2 separate regions of the Mus musculus genome follow, and region 2 is linked to region 1. The links are chromatin contacts, called in public promoter capture Hi-C maps. All regions are on one chromosome and are shown on one strand. The core of a region is the stretch at or near the end of the contact, and the rest is flanking DNA. Distances in the headings are between cores, read along the strand shown. Region 1 holds the start of Gstm5 (glutathione S-transferase, mu 5). Region 2 holds the start of Gstm1 (glutathione S-transferase, mu 1).

Region 1 (7,046 bases), core at 3,372-5,871:
CTAATGTGGTGATTCTCGGTAGGTTCTGGATCAGAGCAAGCGATGGTGGCTGGTGAAGAACGAAGCAGGACTGACTGGTTACATTCCCAGCAATATCCTGGAGCCCCTGCCAGCTGGAGCCCCGAGAGGCCACCGACAACCATCCTTTAGGGTACTTCCCACGCTGGGGTACCCAGAAGCCCTGAGTCCTAAGTCAGAAGTCAGAAGTGGTAGTAGGGAGGATTAGGTGACAAACAGAGACAATCTTAGTTCAGTTTAATCAATATCATTGCATGCTTCCTCGGTGCCAAGTTCATTATAGGGTCTGAACAAAGATTAGGTGAGCGTCCCTGCCGAACTAGGAAACCAGAAGGTGAGATAAGCATCCTGATGGGATCTCAGTAGAAGGGACCCAATACAGGAGGCTGTGTATGTTTGTAAGATGGGATGACCTCTGACTTCTAGTGCTCCTTGATTCCAGGCCCCAATGCTTCGCCTGAGCTCAAAGCCTGAGGAGGTCACAGCCTGGCTACAAGCAGAGAACTTCTCCACTGTGTGAGTGACCAGTCCCCTGGGGGATGAGGGGCGGTGAGCCCTGTAAATGGGAGAACCACAGGCTCCATTCACTCTCAGAGTTAGAGAGTGTGACCTAGCTTCCACTGTACTTGATGACTCCATCTTAGGCTTTCTCTGCTGAATGAAAGCTGCTTGTCTGAGCCTAGGGTAGGTCACCCAGTGCAGAGGCCATATGTAGTGAAAGAGAAAGAGTCAAGGGTAGCAAATTCTGGAAGAACTTGGGCTGCCCACCTTAGCCACCCTTCCCTTCCAGACCAGTCTTTTTTAAAGTGTTTCTGCCCTCAAATCTCGGAGTTCTGTGGTTCACTGAGACCAAACCACTAGGTGTATCCCTGTACCTGCAGATACCTAATTCCTGTAACCCCAACTTTCCTTCTCTACACAAATACTAAGACCTAGAATCTGCCCACCCTACTTCTGGTGGATTCTACCATTGTTATTTACAGCACTGTAAGGACCCTCGGGTCCCTAATGGGAAGCCAGCTACTTCACATGAGACCTGGGGAGCTGCAGATGCTGTGTCCACAGGAGGCTCCACGGATCCAGGCCCGGCTGGACGCTGTCAGAAGGATGCTGGGGGTGAGGAAGCTCTGGGATCCTGACTCCTATTCAGAGGAATTTAATTCTCCTGGGGTGAGAAAGGGAGAGCTGGGGACACTAGGCATGGGCTATTCCTCTGGGGACTCAGCTCCATCCGTTCAGGTGTGTCTTGAAGTTCTAATCGCATTGGTGATATAAACTCTGGGGAGTCCCTCACTAGGAACCAGCCCCATCTGAATTGTTTTCTCCCTTCAGATGACTCATTAGAGACCAGCTCGAATACCTCTAAGACCAAGGACCTCTCATGTGCAAGATGGAGTATTTGGTACCCAGTTAGAGCCCCTGGAAGTCCTCTTTCAGTTAGTGGCAAGCCACATATCCTGGATCACAAAGCAAAGAAGATGAACAGGTCCAGACACTGAGGCAAATGGTACCTCATTGGGTTGGAGACCCTCACCGGTTACTATTTATTTTACCCCACACCCTAAGTTGGCATACTTATTCCCAGTCTTACTCCTGATCTCTTTAGTCCCAATCCTGCCAATAAAAAGCATCGTTTAACTTGTTCTATGACCCTCTCCTTGCCATTTATTCTGGACCTGATGGGAACCAAAGCCAAGAGAGAGCAGGGAGTTGGGATGCAAAGCATGAAAGAGCAACAACTCTGCAACTGAACCGAACTGAACCGAACAGAACAGAACGGAACAGAACGGAACCACAGCTAACCAAACCAAGCTAAACTAAACTATAACTGAACTAAAGAGAATTCACTGTAACCTAGAGCCTTTGGGGACTATGGTACATTCTTTCTCCTCTCTAAATAAACTCCAAAATGAGGCTACATGCACCACCTCTGTCCTATGGGGCACGACTCACACCCTAATCCAAAGTTTCTAGTCCAACTGTAGGCACAGCGTGTCACCGAGACAAAGAATACTCTGCTGACAGCTGCAGGCTTTCTTCACACTGGTTGGTGATGCAGAGGAGTCTCGAGTGAGGTATTTTGTGCTCTCCTTGGGAGCTTTGTCTTTCAAGCAATGGTTGTTAGGCAAGTCAACCTTGAGCTCCCTCCCACCTGTCTCTTCAGTGGCAGTACACAGGAACATTGCACTGGGAGGTGACGGTCCTCAGGTCCACTGTGTAAACTCAGGCATGTTGGTCCACTCCTTGGCTCTCTGTCCTAGGGTTAAATGAAGAGTTAGGGCTGTCTATGGCTTGTACTCTCTATTGGTGTATATAGTTTACTTCCGGCTCAAAGCTCATGGAATGAATTCTTCTCCATGGAAGAGAAGCTATGCTTCAATTGAGATACCCTGTTGTTAAGGTTTGCTGTTCTCATGGATTCAAGAGCCCCTAACAGGTTCTTAAGATTGTCCAGGAAATCTCTTTTGGCTGAATTTATCCAAGACTGTAACATCATCCCGAGCTAAATACCTTATTTTCAGATGGACTCTATCATTCACTCTCAACTTCCTGGCCTCACAAAATCCTCAGTAACACTGAGTATGAAAGCAAAACTTTTACCTCAAAGGAAGGGGGTGGGGGGAGAGGGAGGGAAAGGCCTTCAGAGTTGTTAGGGGCAAGGTAGCCAATTCAGAAAAGTTAAGGTCTTCGAATGGAAGGAGCCACTATCCCATTGGCCTTGGCCCATCTTAAAGCTGAAAACCAGGGGAAATCTATAGGATTAGGAAAAAAAATGTGCTCTACCCCAGTGTTCACCTACCTTCATAGAAAAGACTGTGGCAAGGTAAGAGGCTCTAAAGTTAGCCAAGCACAGGGAGCCAGCAAAACTAATGTTTTAGGCCATCCTCAGTCTGCATCCTGGACCATCCAGGGAACTTGAGTGGTCCATCAATCTTCTCCAAGCTTCAATTCCTTGTTCTATAAACTGGGCAGAACACCTAATCACAAAGTTATTTAGCCTGAATTGGGATATATCATGAAACAAGTAGAATACTTAGACTACTCTAGAAGTTTTAGACTCGTGGCTCAAGTTAATTTGTTGCTGGCTTTTGTTTTCTTGGGAGGAATCAACCCAGGCATTATACAGTCACATGTCTCTGTACCATTTCTTCTTTATTTTAGAAAAATGTCCTTTTACAAAGTCTGAAGTTTGAGTCAGTTAAACTAACGGGGAGACATAATTTCCCACACCCAGACTTGGGGCTCCGGGAGGCCTGGTGTCTTAGTCAGGATTTCTATTCCTGCACAAACATCATGACCAAGAAGCAGTTGGGGAGGAAAGGGTTTATTCAGCTTACATTTCCACATTGCTGTTCATCACTGAAAGAAGTCAGGACTGGAACTCAAGCAGGTCAGGAAGCAGGAGCTGATGAAGAGGCCATGAAGGGCTGTTCCTTACTGGCTTGCTTCCCCTGGCTTGCTCAGCCTGCCCTCTTATAGAACCCAAGACACCCAGCCCAGGGATGGTCCCACCCGCAAGGGGCCTTTCCCCTTTTGTGCTGTTTTACTCCACAATATGCTTATCATTTTCCGACTAACTTGTGGATCCTGAGCATCAGAATGAGGTTACCTGGGGCTGGAGAGATGACTCAGCAGTTAAGAGCACCAACTGCTCTTCCAGAGGTCCTGAGTTCAATTCCCAGCAACCACAAGGTGGCTCACAACAGTCTATAGTGGGATCCAATGCCCTCTTCTGGTGTGACTGAAGAGAGAGAGCGACAGTATACTCACATATATAAAATGAATAAATAAATCTTTTTTAAAAGATGAGGTTACCCTTAGTGGAGTTGTGTTTTAAATGTAAGGTACTAAAACAAAAAAATAGAAGACATCTCAATAATTTTCATACTACATTCTGAAACAGTATATATTGGGCTACGTAAGTATACTATGGATTCATTGCCTCCTTAAAAAAAAAAAAACTAGAAGCAAACCATTTAAAAACAATCATATGTCTGTCTTGCATTATACTGCTAGTGAACATTATGATCTAGATCCTATACACTCCCCACAGAGCAGAGAGAAAACACTCACACCCTCTGTCTGTCTGGCTGTCCATACCCTTTGCAACCTGCCCCAAATGCTTAATGTTTTGACTCCTCCCATAAACCAGCCTAACTCGACAGCACCTGCTGTTTATCTTGCATAGCTATTTGTCACCTTTCGGTGTTTGCTCTACCCTCCTCTTTCCTGGAGTGTCCTTTGAGGCATTTCCAATGTGCATGACCTATCCTTTTTCACAGTGGACCTGTTTAGTGTCCCCAGCCTCCCTCAGTCTTCACAGAGCCATTTGTATCTTACATAGAAAATGTTTCTATCCCCAAAGTACCTTATACCTGAATCGTTTCCTACCTCGTAGTTTTATGTGCCAGCTCAACTGTGCAACATGACTCACGCTTCCCGGGTAACTAAGGTCCAGGCCCCCACTGCCAGAAGAGTAGATGAAGCATCAACAGCCCTGGGAGAAGTTCACACCGGAGGATTTCAGGAGCCGCAGCAGCTGCGCCTGCGCACCGCCCACTGACCACGCGGAGGGCGGGTGGAGCATAGAGCGAGAGAGGAGGAGACAGTTCGGTCGCGTCAGCCCGGCCCACAGCGTCCAGTATAAAGTTAGCCGCCCACAGTCCATCGCTGTATCCCCGAAGGGGCTAAGATCGCCCAAAATGTCATCCAAGTCTATGGTTCTGGGTTACTGGGATATCCGCGGGGTGAGTGGTCCCTCGCCAGCCCAGCCTCTGGGACAGAGAGGTGCAGGCGGCCGGGCGGGGGTCAGGGGCCGGTGGGCCGATCTCCAGCCTACCTATGGGGTCCCCAGGACTGTGGGTAGAGGAATAAGGTACTGGAAGTTCCCGGGCGTGAGCGAAGGGGCTGCCTAAGGACAATTTCCCTGGACAGGACGCAGGAGCTTGGCAGCGTTGGGTTGGGGACATTGACGGAGGGGGCCTGCGAGCAAGTGGGCACTGCGCAGGCGCGCTGACCGGGGTCTTTCTCCATCCCCTGCTTTTAGCTGGCTCATGCTATCCGCATGCTTCTGGAGTTTACTGATACCAGCTATGAGGAGAAACGGTACATCTGTGGGGAAGGTAATGAATGTCTGTGGGTGCGCTACAGTTGTTTTTTACCCAGAGGGTTGTACCACACCAAGATGGTGTGGGACCCCCTGCTCCTGTAAGCTGGGAACTTTGCCAAGAGAGGCCCATAGAGTTATCTCTTGCTGTTCAGGCCCATCTTTGCAGAAACTCAAGGGTTAGTTTTTGGGGATTGGGAACTTGAGATAACAGGTCTAAGTCTCAGCTAGGTCGGTAACGGGCTTGGGTCCCACTTCTCTCTTACAGCTCCTGACTATGATAGAAGCCAATGGCTGGACGTGAAATTCAAGCTAGATCTGGACTTTCCTAACGTAGGTGGTTTTGGAGGAGTGGGCAGAAGGGAAGGCCTTCAAGTGTATCTGTTTTCACTTCATCTCTGGCTTGGGAGCATCTAGATAGAGACTCTTCACGTTTATAGAATGGATAGAATTCAAGGGTCATTGAACAGAACTGAGAATAACATTTTATTTCCTACTAACGTCTGAGAAACACTAATATTCTCCTCTTAAAGGCAGGCTATAAGAGACATGAGTTGATAGCCAGGTCTGTGACTTTATCACTGATAGATTCCAGGTATTTTCATGGTATCCTAAATGTATCCTCATGTGTCCTGGTTGTTAAAACACCTATTTTTTTTTTAAATGTATCCATAATCACCCTACTTTTACATACTTTAAGGTATAAAATATTTACATTTTGCTTTTTAAACGTCTATATGCCACACATACATTCACAGTGACACACAGGATTAAGCACCCTTGTCTAGAGTCAGGTGAGGACCCAGTGCTACTTTCTATTTATTTAGTTATTTCTCCTGGCTTCTACTCTCACACACCTTGCAAGTCTTCTCTTTTCCAGAGGAGTGGCGGTCCTGGAGGACTAGGTTCACATTAACTTTCCCCTTCTAGCTGCCCTACCTCATGGACGGGAAGAACAAGATCACCCAGAGTAACGCCATCCTGAGATACATCGCACGCAAGCACAACATGTGTGAGTGGGCTGAAGGGGATAGGAGGGAGGAGGCAGTTGGCTCACCTGGAGGTTGGCAATCCTGAGGGTGATTTGTTGCCATCTGGCTGCAGGTGGTGACACTGAAGAAGAAAAGATACGAGTAGACATCATGGAGAACCAGATCATGGACTTCCGCATGCAGCTGGTTCGCCTCTGCTACAATTCTAACCACGTAAGTTTCCTCATCTGGAATCACCTTTGTTGGGTTTCAGGCCAAAGTGCTAAGGATTATTCTGCTCGCTTCTATGGTTGCCATCTTTCTATCAACCCAAACTGGAAGGATTAGAAACAGACTCTATTTTTTGGTGTGGTTTGTCCTGTAAGTCTGGTGTTAGCTCCTCCTCCTTTCCAAAGCCCCAGCTCTCCATCCTGCCTTCTCCAATTAAAGGCAGAAAGAAGCTGCCTAGAGTGTGTCCATCACTGGTCCAGGCCCTGACTATAGCTATTGGGGGAAGGGGCCAGTGTGTGTAGAAGTCCAAAGACTTCTACATTAATGTGGGACCTGGGAATCAAACTCTATTCACCCCCATTGAGCCATGTGTTGACCCAACAATAGCTATTGCTTTTCTTTCCTAGGAAAACCTGAAGCCTCAGTACTTGGAACAGCTACCTGCACAGCTGAAACAATTCTCATTGTTCCTGGGGAAATTCACATGGTTTGCAGGAGAAAAGGTAGGGAGAAGGCACAGGGAGAGGCTGCCTGCCTGCCTGTCTATCTCTGCAGGTATTGGTGAGTTCCTTAGGCATGACACTTCATTGTCCTCATTCTTTCTAGCTGACCTTTGTGGATTTTCTCACCTATGATGTCTTGGATCAGAACCGTATATTTGAGCCCAAGTGTCTGGATGAGTTCCCAAACCTGAAGGCTTTCATGTGCCGTTTTGAGGT
Region 2 (6,809 bases), core at 2,484-4,983, 120 kb after region 1:
TGAGGTGCCACCTTCAGCCCTGGGTTCTCAGTGCTCTACAGATCAGTTCTAGAGCCCTGGGCTCTCAGCACTCAAGTCTGGACTTTCTTCCATCTGGCTATGTTACATTAGCTCTGCCTCTTTCACTCCCCTAATGCCAAGACCCACACACTATCAACATGCACAGCCTTGCCAGGGATCCCAAACAGGAGAATGAGGTTGTGCAAGGGCCTGAAGCTTTTTCTTTTGACCCAAGGCAGGGGCAGTCACTGAATGCTGCCCCAGATCCCAGTGCAGCTGCAGGTGCAGAGACCTTGGGCACATGAGTACCCTCTGTAGTACCAGGCTCCTTATCTGTCCAATGGGACTCAGAATCGCATCAATCTTTTGGAATTTTGAAGGGATAAATATTGCCCAATATGCTTCTTTACAGAAGCTCAGAAAATCCTGGTTATTTTCCTAGTCTTGGGACTAGAAAGCATCATGGACCCGAGAAAGAAGACAACCCAAGGGGAAGCAGGATCAGGGCATCACCTCGAAGCGGGCCAGGAAGTCCCTCAGGTTTGGGAAGGCGTCCAGGCACTTGGGCTCAAACATACGGTACTGGTCAAGAATGTCATAAGCAAGGAAATCCACATAGGTGACCTGCAGGAAGCCAAGGGTGAGCGCTCTGGAATCTGACACCAGGGAAGGATGGCAACCCCTCCTCCCCACCCCTCCCTTTACCTTGTCCCCTGCAAACCATGGCCTCTTGCCCAGGAACTCAGAGTAGAGCTTCATTTTCTCAGGGATGGTCTTCAAGAACTCTGGCTTCTGCTTCTCCTGAGGCAGAGAACAGCTGGCTGTCACCACCTTTAGACTCAGGCTCCCCAGCAAAGGGTTTGGCAATGGAACAGCCACCTTTCCAAGAAAGGGCCAGGTCCTAGTCTAGGAGTCCATTTAACAGGTCACGATTTTACTAATGACAGAATTCATGCCAGAGGTGATGGACAGCCTGGCAGAAATTTCACACTGTCTCTGAAATCTGTCACCACTGAAGTCCAAACCAGGTGCTGTGAGTCACACCCAGAACCTCCTGAGTATCTAGCATGCTTTGGCCTCAGAGACCCAGCGGAACTACAGAAACAAAGGGCACAGAGACACCAGGAGAAGACAGTTATACTGGATCCACCGGGGAGCAGGAGAACAGATCAGATATTTGAAGGATGTGCTTCAGTTTTAATCAGTGATTAATACCGAAAGGAAAAGGACTCAAAGTTCCTCTGGCTGACCCTGAGCTGGCTACTAGGAAGATGTCCTGCTTTTCTATTGGTACCTAAGACAGACCTGTGGGGAAAGAACTGGGTAGATGTGTGAGACCAGTGTAGACATAACTTATTTACTTACTTGAGTCTGGAATACACAGACTCAAGCTATGAGGAGAAGAGATACACCATGGGCGATGGTAATGCCACCTTCCTGGTCAGACATCTGCTTCCTTATCACTTAGGGAGTATACTGGTGCCTGTTGGTGCATGGGGGTCCAATGTTGATGCCAAGTGTCTTTCTCAATCACTGTGCACCTTATTTCTGAGACAGGGTTTCTTAGTAAATCTAGAGCTCAAAGAACAACTAGCCTCAGTGGTCAGCAAAACCCAAGAAGCCCTCCTCTCCTCCCAGAGCACTATATTTATAAGACCAGGCTGCCACACTGGGTGTGTGTGTGTGTGGGGGGGTGTTATAGGGTGCTAAGAGTTCATATTGAAGCCTTCATGTTATGTAGCAAGCACTTTTACTCCACATCCCCTAATTTCATCCTGGGGGCTTTTGGTATAAACACTGGGTAAGACGGCACATTGGAAGAGACCAATGGACAGATTTAGCAGAGATTTACAGCTGTACTGAATAACTTAGATCAACTGTCCACCAGCAGAACCTTAACCATATCCTAAGACCAGCAGGGATAGTTTCACTGTGTTGATGTGATAGATCTCAGGGGTGACAAGGGTCATCCTGCTGGTAAGATCAGAAAGCTTAGAGAATCATTACCAAAGGAGGATGCTACAGATCTGAACGTGAGACTTTAACTCCTGCTGTGAACCCTGTCTGCCGCACCCACTGGCCACTCACAAAGTCAGGGTTGTAACAGAGCATGATGAGCTGCATGCGGGTGTCCATGACCTGGTTCTCCACAATGTCTGCACGGATCCTCTCCTCCTCTGTCTCTCCATCTGCAGCACACACAGTACACTAGGCATCCCAACCTTGCCAAGCCGAGGAGATTATCCCCCATCTCCCACCCTGTGGCCAGCCCCACTCACCCAGGTGGTGCTTTCGGGCAAGGTAGCGCAGGATGGCATTGCTCTGGGTGATCTTGTGTGATCCATCGATCAAGTAAGGCAGCTGGATGGACAAGCAGGGAGGGTCAGATGGGATATGGGGTACCTGAATCCTTTCTCTGGGTGAGAGAAGACACAGGGCCTGACAGTGTGCCTGCCATGGGAAGCCCTCCATGGGCACAGTGTGCACTGAATGAGAGAGCTGGGGCACAGCCCATCACAGAACACTGTGCAGCCAGCAGGGATGGAGCAGGAGAGCAGAAACACTGATCCTAAACCCTCAGCCAGGCCAGGAGATGAGGTGAGATCACCGTGTCTTCCCCAAACCTCTCCTCCCCTGCACCTACATTGGGAAAGTCCAGGCCCAGCTTGAACTTCTCATTCAGCCACTGGCTTCTGTCAAAGTCGGGAGCTGTAAACAAGAAGATGTGAAAAGGCATTACCCCACTGTCCCACCCTTCTACAGATTATCGACCAGTAGCAAGAACCCCTAAGGCAGGGCCTCTGCAACCTGTTACAGAGAGTTACTTTCCAATGTGGAGAAGGGTCTGAATAACAACTGATAATAAAGGCAGCCTGGACCCAATAAGACCCCAGTAGTGAATTCTGTCGAATTATAAATACAAATGGACCAAGGAACTCCATTCTCCATGATCTATATTGGAAAATCAAACTGCACTCTCAAAGAGGTTTCTGGAAGCAGCAGCCTCTATCTTTAGCTAGAGGGAGACCAGCAGGGCTAAATAACGGGAAATCTAGGCATAGTTTGATAGGTAAGAGGGAAGCAGGTGTCTGACCAGGAAGGTGGCATTACCGTCACCCATGGTGTATCTCTTCTCATCATAGCTTGAGTCTGTGTATTCCAGGAGCATGCGGATCGGGTGTGTCAGCTGGGAGAGATGACCAGAAGAGACAGAGGTCAGACATTGTGGGGACTTCTTTGTATGACTTCATCTTCACCCGTTGAGACCTCCCACACTGCACAAACGCCGTCACCCCGCACGTGCATGTGCACACCACACACATACGCGCGCGCGCACGCACACACACACAGCCACCCAAGTGCGTAAACTGAGCGCTGAGAGCTACAGGCAGGAGATTCCAGTGAGAGCTGAAGAGTACCCGCTGTAGGAAGGGCTCCTGCTCTTAAGAACTTTCTGCTTCACATCCCAGTCCCACCCTCCAAGTGGACCCCTCTCTCACTCCGCGGACGTTCCAGTATCCCAGTATCATAGGCATGGTGCTGGTGCTGTGGTCTTCTCAAACTGGCTTCAGCAGGACTGACCTGTGTGTTTGGAGTTGTGACTTTATACAGACTACTAGAGAAACGTGGGCAGGACAAAACAGCGGGTCCCTCCCAACCCTGCACCAATCCCAATTAGGCACTCCCCTTCCTAGGTCTGTAACCAGAGCAGCAGACCCTAAAGCGGAAGGCAGAGGCCACACCCTCTCCGGGAGAGGCGGGGTTAAGATCCTTAGCGGCCTCTGTCCCGGGATTCTGTTTTGCACACGCTGAAACAGAATCTGCTCTCCTGCTTCCCCCGAAACCCTCTTAGCGACTGCCGCCATCGCCGCCTGCTGGATGCTCCCTAGACTAGCTAGCACTTTGCCTGGAGTCTGGCCAGACAGCGAAAGAACATTGGGTGGGTGTTCTCCCGCCTTCCTTTCTTTTGCAGAGCTCGGTTTTCACACCCAGACTGTGGGAATCTGTCATTGGGGAGGCTCAACTCTCAGCTTAAAGACAAAAAGGCGAGAGCCCCCGACCTGAGAGTTTAATGTAGCACTTATCGTCATGGAAAGAACTCTGTCAGTCTGACAGGTACCGGATTTTTGCGCACACAGCCTCAAGTTACAGGAACAGTCGGTGACATGGAAACAACCCCAAGGCAGAGATAAACAGGGCTCCGTATTTTCCTTTAGGGGGTTTGAGAACTGTTATCAGTTATTAAAAAACTAATCTGTATTTTGGCCGTGTTTATGAATCTAAATTCAAGTACCAACCACAGAGGGGCCGGAAGTTTGAGGGAAGCCACAGCTGTGGACAACAGTCAGCTGACAAAACCCAGCAGAGCACAAGGGAGAAAAAGAGCCCACGCTGGGTTGTGCCATAGAGAGGGAGAGCATGTGACCCAAGAAGTTTGCTTTCAAGGGATACCAGGATGCTGTACACATGGGAGCCCAAAGCAAGACCCTCAGCTGTCCCTAAATGCAGGACCTGGCCCAGGCTCCGGACATGCGTTTGTATATGACAGGGTGGCTCAAATGACCTTTCAGGTTACCCTGAGATATATAGTAGTATATCCTTCACAAGTAGTATATGCCCTGTAGTATTACCTTCACAAGGTCAATGTCCTCCCAAGAACACTGTCCTACCTGTTTACTTTCTTTTTTGCAGACAACCAAGAGGCTTGATGGAAGGGGAGACTAAAATGAGTTTACAAGTCAAAGGCCAAGGCTGTTGCTCTGCAGGACGTACATTTTGGGATTAAATCATCCTTTACTGGGACTACGGGGTATGAAGGCAACATATCATGTCACCCACATAGGAGCTGTGCAGTGAGGTTGCAGGGGGCAAGCAGAGGCCATCTCATCCTAGGACATTAAAGAAACCACATGTTCTGCAGGTCTTGGTGAGGATGCACGAAAAGTGACCATGTCACTGGGGCTTTAGCAGCAGTTTGGTGGGAACTACAGGGACATATTTTGCAAGTATGAATGAGGCACTTCAGCAGATTGTCACACACTGTGGGAAGTAGAGAAGGAGGAGTGGAAGAAAGCAGAAGGAATCCATACTGTCTAGGACAAGGACTCAGAGGGCCTGGGAAGGGAGCCAGAGCCCTGGAGCCCTTCAGAGGACAGAATCTATCTGCAGACAGGGATAAGGGCTAGGACAGCAAGTTCTCAATGCAGGGTCCCCAGAGTCCGAGATCATTGTCCCTTTGAATGAGAAAGGTCCCTGAAAGGCAGCAGGGAACTGTGGGGACTGGAGACGTGGAGAGATCTGAAGCTAGGAGTCACAGCCAGTGCTGTCTTGGAGAATTTAATCCCAGCGTTGGTCACTGATCCTCTGGGTGTCTCTGTGCACTGTCACAAGTTCACAGTGCAGCCAGCCCTAGTGTCTTAAAAGGACACTGTACAGGAAAAAAATCTAAATGTGCTGGAGGAAATTTGGCTTATAACCTATAGAGTGACATCTGAGATGGATTCCGTAATTTCTTCCAGGCCAATGGGTGACATTCAACATGGTCCATGCAAAACCACAGAATTCTATAAATAATGGCTTTAAAAATTTTAAAACTCGGGGTGGGGGTGAAGAAGGGGCCGGCCTTCGAGTGACAGCGGCGCAAGATGTCAGCCACCACAGGCTCGGGAGTAAAAGTCCCTCAAAATTTCTGACTGTTAGAAGAATTGGAAGAAGGACAGAAAGGAGTAGGCGATGGCACAGTTAGCTGGGGTCTGGAGGACGACGAGGGCATGACACTTACAAGATGGACAGGCATGATAATTGGGCCTCCACGAACAATCTATGAAAACCGAATATACAGCCTTAAGATAGAGTGTGGGCCTAAGTACCCAGAGGCACCCCTGTCTGTAAAATTTGTAACAAGAGTCAATATGAGCGGCGTGAGCAGTTCGAATGGAGTGGTGGATCCGAGAGCCACGGCAGTGCTGGCAAAGTGGCAGAACTCCCACAGCATCAAAGTCATCCTGCAGGAACTGCGGCGCCTGATGATGCCAAAAGAGAACATGAAGCTGCCACAGCCACCGGAAGGACAGCGTTACAGCAATTAGTCACCAAGGCCCCGGCCTCCCCTCCCCATCCAACCCAAGTCTTCATTTTCCACAGTAGTGAATTTTCTAGATACATCTGTAGACCTCAAAGTACTGGAGAGGAAGCTCCACTCAGCCTTCATCCTGAGGCACTGTTCTGATACTAACTTCTCGTCCATTTGAAATACCTAAGTTGTGCTGTGTAACATCAACTGTCAAGTGTAACCGCTGTCTGCCTGGTTGAACGTCTGGGATCAAGAAGGTGTTGAAATCGGTTTCCTGTGGGAGCGGTGGGCACAGCTAACACAACTGTGAACAGACACGTCACACAATCACCTGCTGCTGGCCCTTGGCCTGAGTCTGCCTTTGCCCTCCCCGCCCTCTGCCACGGCTGTGTGGTGGCCCTTAGAATAGATGGGAAGGCTTCAAGTAGCAGTTGTGGGACTGACTACTGCTGGGCTTGGGGCGCTTTGGCTGCACCCCTGCTTTCTTCAGTCTTAAGTGATGCCCCATCCAAGCCATGGTCCCCACTCTTCCACTCCCACCCTTGGCCAAAGCTTAGATTGTAACCCTCCCCTCCCTCTGAAATTGGCCATGGGTGAGGAATTCGGGGCTTCCCGTGTCCCCACCTTTATCAAGGGGTACTGCTTTCCCCTCCTCAACTCCCCTGTTGCCCATCACCACCCAACACTTGCTGTGGCCAGAAGCCATCAGATGAGGTTGGAAGAGCCTGGCCTACCT

What was found. Promoter capture Hi-C pulls out the DNA fragments that hold promoters and counts their contacts.
Region 2: a promoter capture Hi-C map of the HPC-7 cell line shows a contact between it and region 1. The contact joins the promoter of Gstm1 here to the promoter of Gstm5 in region 1. A contact is called at or near these places in 10 of 39 promoter capture datasets (the 3T3-L1 cell line, the HPC-7 cell line, cranial neural crest and 6 more), 1 of 15 datasets of contacts at CTCF or cohesin (the NIH/3T3 cell line), 6 of 484 Hi-C or Micro-C datasets (cerebral cortex, extraembryonic endoderm stem cells, muscle stem cells and 2 more), 5 of 115 datasets of contacts at active chromatin or transcription factors (astrocytes, bone marrow-derived macrophages, embryonic forebrain and 2 more) and 4 of 9 other capture datasets (adipose tissue, embryonic stem cells, liver and 1 more).

What each region holds. Positions count from the first base shown.
Region 1 is chr3:107,891,233-107,898,278 of GRCm38.p6, forward strand. It overlaps Gstm5 (glutathione S-transferase, mu 5), which reads left to right and starts at 4,622. Exons shown (of 8, transcript NM_010360.2): 1 at 4,622-4,766; 2 at 5,066-5,141; 3 at 5,394-5,458; 4 at 6,056-6,137; 5 at 6,230-6,330; 6 at 6,735-6,830; 7 at 6,934-7,044. The coding sequence starts at 4,722. It overlaps 4933431E20Rik (RIKEN cDNA 4933431E20 gene), which reads right to left and starts at 4,981. Exons shown (of 3, transcript NR_015459.1): 1 at 4,411-4,981; 2 at 2,819-2,996; 3 at 1-2,275. It overlaps Eps8l3 (EPS8-like 3), which reads left to right. Exons shown (of 19, transcript NM_133867.2): 16 at 23-151; 17 at 461-534; 18 at 1,002-1,134; 19 at 1,351-1,668. The coding sequence ends at 1,362.
Region 2 is chr3:108,014,240-108,021,048 of GRCm38.p6, forward strand. It overlaps Gstm1 (glutathione S-transferase, mu 1), which reads right to left and starts at 3,734. Exons shown (of 8, transcript NM_010358.5): 1 at 3,501-3,734; 2 at 3,112-3,187; 3 at 2,645-2,709; 4 at 2,280-2,361; 5 at 2,089-2,189; 6 at 706-801; 7 at 514-624. The coding sequence starts at 3,536. It also overlaps the pseudogene Gm12502.